Regions from separate parts of the Danio rerio genome. Here region 1 is linked to region 2. A link is a contact called in public HiCAR-type data. All regions are on one chromosome and are shown on one strand. The core of a region is the stretch at or near the end of the contact, and the rest is flanking DNA. Distances in the headings are between cores, read along the strand shown.

Evidence for each region. HiCAR-type assays count read pairs that join an accessible place to other places.
Region 1: a contact with region 2 is called in a HiCAR-type map of caudal fin, with 9 times the contacts expected there. The contact joins two enhancer-like sites. A contact is called at or near these places in 8 of 18 Hi-C or Micro-C datasets (caudal fin, embryo, fibroblasts and 1 more) and 1 of 4 datasets of contacts at active chromatin or transcription factors (caudal fin).

Annotation. Positions count from the first base shown.
Region 1 is chr2:28,601,343-28,604,042 of GRCz12tu, forward strand. All of the region lies in intron 3 of ppp2r3a (protein phosphatase 2, regulatory subunit B'', alpha), which reads left to right. Among named protein-coding and RNA genes, the nearest start is that of ppp2r3a, 96 kb to the left of the region's middle. Within about 2 kb of position 1,444, at least 10 of the 62 cell types and tissues checked have an H3K27ac peak or open chromatin away from gene starts, as enhancers often do.
Region 2 is chr2:28,481,353-28,484,052 of GRCz12tu, forward strand. No RefSeq gene overlaps it. Among named protein-coding and RNA genes, the nearest start is that of nceh1a, 8.8 kb to the left of the region's middle. Within about 2 kb of position 1,444, at least 5 of the 62 cell types and tissues checked have an H3K27ac peak or open chromatin away from gene starts, as enhancers often do.

The DNA of each region.
Region 1 (2,700 bases), core at 194-2,693, 120 kb after region 2:
CTGCATGCATTGTTTAAATTACAGTCCTAAAGTGTTATAATTATATATATATATATATATATATATATATATATATATATATATATATATATATATATATATATATATATATATATATATATATATATATATAATGCTAAAATAAGTAAAGCAAGTGTAGAGTAATTACATGAGATGCTTTTATATTTTATTTATTTATTTATTTTGCTATTAGTAGTAGTTACAATATATTTATTTGATCTAATAATGATTTGAATGATCTAATAATCCTAATTATTTCATTTATTAAATAACAGTTAAAAGATAAAGATGATAATAATTATTATTATTATGGTCACATTTTATTTTAATATACATTTCTCACTGTAAATAAGCCATTAACTAAGACTTTTGGCTCAATTGACTGCTACTACTACTTATTAATAGTTTGTAAGGTAGTTGTTGGGTTTAGGTAACACTACAGCCAGTTTAGTTTATTCAATTCACCCATAGTGCATGTGGACTGTGGGGGAAACCCGAGGACCCGGAGGAAACCCACGCAGGGGGTATAAAAACAGGGAGAACATGCAAACTCCACACAGAAATGCCAACTGACCCAGTCGGGAATTGAACCAGTAAGCTTCTTGCTATGAGGTAACAGTGCTAACCACTGACCTCCGTGCCGCCCTTTTATGACTTCAACAACAATAATAATAATGGTTATAATAACAATAATGGTGATTTATTTGTATTGTTGAATTAATATTTATATTAGTGATTGTAATGGGTTTTATTTTGATTTTCAAAATCTCAAATGTAGGGAAAAAGAAACTGTATATAAAGTATGTGTCAATGTAGTTATCTGTTTTCAGCAGTATATCTATTTGACACGTGAAAACATCTAAACAAAAATAAATAAATAAATAAAAAAAACTAAAATAAAATGTTTTTGAGTATTAAATGTATTACTTTAAATTCCTCTACCAAAGCGTGAAAAAGAAATGGACTTTTACTGTATAAATCCTCAAAATTCCATGCCTTTAATTAGGACTGGGCAATTATGAATCTCTGCTACATGTAAATCATATTCTTTGTTGCCAGTGTATTTGTTCGTACCTTCCAGAATAAGAAAATAAATAATTATATTGAATGTTTTTAAAAAATCGTTCAAAAATCAAAACCAAGGTAAATTATTCTCAATTAATCGAGGCTTTGATTTGAGGTCAAATCGCCAAACTCTGTCTCTGATCAAATCTCATTCGGAATATTCTGCATCTGCATGTTTTAGAAAAACCATCCCATCCTCCAAGAGGCCCTTCCTTTTGTGATGTGCAGTTTTAATGGCACCTCTTTCTCCGGCTCCAACGTGTGTCTCTTCTTAGAGGAAATCCAGCTCGGAATAGAATAGGCCCTCATAAAATCCACTTCCTCAATTCAGCCCTCTGACGAATGTGTGTGAGGAAATAAGGTCCCTTTCATGCCCCCCACATTCCCCAGAGGCTCTCAGAAGTCCAGGTAAAGGGTTATCGCTATGGTGATGGCATTTGGCACTTCTATTTTCAATCAAACAGTGTGTGTGTGGTGAGGGTGGGGTATTTGTATGTGTTTCTAAAGTCTGCCCAGTGCCTGTTGCAGAAATAAACTGCAAATTAGAAGCTTTATCTTTGAGGATCGTTTTACACACATGGCAGCGGGTCCTGCGTCAGAGCGGGTGAGGATGAGATGGGTCTGGTCCCGCTTCTCTCTTTCTGCACCACTGCGGCCTCTGCCATCTGCCCCCAGTCACTCCAACTGTTTGGGTTCAACATGATATAACAGAGAGGAGATATGTGTACAGGCTGGCTTATGCGCCATGAACACCAGTTTGCTTTAATACTGTGTGAAAGGCTAAAAGGATAGTGTCAATATTAAAAAGATGGTTGTGTTGTTATGTAATTCGGGACACATGATCTAGTACGTTTAATGACACAAATTAAATAAATCACATCAGTACCTAGATTATGCTAAAGACTGATATTATGTCATGCATTTGAAAGCAATAAAAATGTTACACTACGGCGGAAAGTTTCTGTCACCTAAAATGTAGAACAGCAGATTTCAGATGTTTTTCAAATGTTCAAATGTTTTCAAAATTGCATATTGTATTTGTAATTTTCATATTTTAAAGTTTATTATCCATAATAACGTTTTTTTATGTTTAGTGATGATTTTTTAGGTGAACTAATCATGCAAAAGATCAGTCAGAGATGAATTTATAATAAGTAATAATTACAACTTGTAGTCATGACAAACAATTCACCAAATTATTGTAATCTGGAGCAGTCTGCATTTAATTGTTTAAGTAAGATTGAAAATGTGTGGTAGGTGATCTGCCTTCATGCTATTCATTATCATAATATAATCTGAAACACAATCACTTGCCTGCCTCCAAAGCCATGCCTCCTGAAATCACGCGAACACACACATTAAAAATCACAGAGACGTTCTATCATGTCATTCACCAGTTGGATAGTTTTTTATAATACTACAATTCCCAATGAAAAACTGAATTCTATCCAGCACATTTTCAGTTGTGTAGTTAGCAATACTTGTCATAATGTGCAATATTTTATGCATGTGTGGATCGTTGGTCTTACTCTCTCACGTGTTTTTTCCTAAAACTGCTGTGCGTAGTGGTTGGCCAGGGGGGTGCAGGAATTACGCTTATTAATAAGCCATACT
Region 2 (2,700 bases), core at 194-2,693:
GTTGTTCATGATTAGTTCATGTTAGTAAATGCATTAACTAATGAACCTTATTGTAAAGTGTTACCAAAATCTTGAGGGTAACGCATTACAAGTAAAGTAAAGTGATTTATGTTATAATGTTACTTTTCTAAGTGACTTTTCTAACACATTACTTTAAAAAAAGACGTAATATTGGAGTTACTTTATAAAAAATGTAACTTGAGTTACTTTTTAGATTATTTAATATGCTTTTAAAAAAATAGTTTGCTGAATTAAAATTAATCAAGTTGAATCACAATGAGAAAATTAGCTCAGGAACAAGCAAAAACTAAGATGGCAGAGCCAAGTATTCTCACTATTTTAAACACTTGGCATGAAAACGGAAGTATTTTACGTTTTGCCAGTTTAGTGGCTAATTCGTACGAATTCATACGAGTTCAGTCAGACGAAATTGTACGATTTTAAAAAGGAGGTGTGGCACCTAACCCCACCCCTAAACCCAACCGTCATTGGGGGATGAGCAAGTCGTACTAAATTGTATGAATTAGATCGTACAAATTCATACGAATTGGCTACTAAATCAAAAAATTACAAATTGCCGTGTTGGATAGTCTCATAGGACAGTGATTTTACTGAACTAAGACAAAAGTAAAAGTAAGCAAAGGTAACTCAAAAGTAATGTAACGCATTACTTTCCATAAAAAGTAACTAAGTAATGCAACTAGTATCTTTTTGGGGGAGTAACTCAATATTGTAATGCATTACTTTTAAAAGCAACTTTCCCCAACACTGGTCAAGTCCACTTAAAAGTTACAAGTTTTTTCTTTTCACTTAAAAATAACACATTTTATGTATTGTAAAATTTGAGTTAGCACCACCTACACTCTTTATCACATCTGCAGAAAGAAACAACTTTTTTCAATATGAGCTTTGATAATGGATATTAGCAAAAATATTTAAGGCAAATCCAGGGAAAACACACATAATAAGAACTAAAAATAAATCAATAAAAATATCCTTCTATTTTCCTTCACATGATATTACAGCTTATTGAAAAAGGGCTTATTTCTCTATATGGGGCATCTTTTATCCACCCTGAATGAGAGACTCCGATTGTTTTACTCACAATGACATCATCTCTCATCATGTTCCTCTGGGCTGGAGTTGCACTGCTGGCCCCAATCAGCACAGAAACATCGGCCAACCTTCATTTACTGAGACAGAAAAAAGAGAGGACAGATGAAGTCAGAGAAAGTCCTTAAAAGTCAAAAGACTCCTTTGTCCAGGCTCTTGCTGTGCTAATCCAAAGCAGAGCAACTTTAATGAGTTTTTGAGATTAAAGTTCTTTGATACCCCTATCAGCAGCTTTGGCTGAGTCACCAAGCTTTCTCATCCCAAGAGGAATGAAACTGAAGCTCCATACAGATGACTCTTATTTTATGCCTATAGCGGTTTATATGAAGGCTTGACCTGTTTAATGTAATTGCTATCATTATTTATTTACTTCATGTCATCGTGAATCTGTATCACTAAAAATACCAATACAGAGGTTTAGTGTGATGTCTGAGTGGAGGTTGTCTGTATTCTAATACAGTACACTACCTGACAAAAGTCTTGTTGTTGACTCCAGATGTAAGAGCACCAAATAATAACTAAATAATAAGTGACTTCTAGTTGAACATTTGGAAAAGTGGCAGAAGGTCTATCTTTTAGATGAATCATCTGTTGATCTGCATCCCAATCATCACAAATACTGCAGAAGATCTACTGGAACCCAAACGGACCCGATATTCTCACAGAAAACAGTCAAGTTTGGTGAAGGAAAAATCATGGTTTTGGGTTACATTCAGTGTAAGGGCATGCGAGAGATCTGCAGAGAGAATGTCAACATCAACAACCTGAGGAATTAAGACATTTGTGTTGCCCATTACATTACAAACCACAGGAGAGGATAAATTCTTCAGCAGGTAAGCGCTCCTCATACTTCAGCCTCCACATCAAAGTTCCTGAAAACAAAGAAGGTCAAGGTGCTGTGCTCCAGGTTTGGCCGGCCCAGTGTCCAGACATGAACATTATTAAGCATGTCTGGGGTAAGATGAAGGAGGAGGCATTGAAAATGAATCCAAAGAATCTTGATGAACTCTGGGAGTCCTGCAAGAACACTTTCTTTGCCATTCCAGATGACTTTAATAAGTTATTGGAGTCATTACAGAGATGTATGAATGCAGTCCTCCAAGCTCATGGGACTCAAACACAATATTAACTTTTTTTCCACTGCATCATGACTTTATTTTCTAAAACGTACACCATTTCTGTTAGGCGTCAAGATTTTTATCTAAGCAAAGTCAGACCTTACTTCCCTAATTAAATAATTAAAAATCAAGGCATGATCATATTTCATTTTGGTAAAATAAGTGTAATCTAGAGGAGGCCTTTGCATTTCATATTAGCCACATCTGATACCAAATAATAAAGTAAAAGTTATTATTTGTTCTTCCTAAAACTTGGATAGGCGACAAGACTTTTGTCAGGTAGTGTATGTATATCTGGCTCAAATAGTGCCAAATCACTCACTGTTAGTTTTCAAACCTGACCCAAGATTGACCTCAAATAATAATACTTGTGTTTGACCTGACTAGACTGCCTTTATTTTCAAACTCGAACTGATCTAAATGTTAGCCAGCCGCATTGACGTGTGCACAGCCCACAGTCAATAAGGGA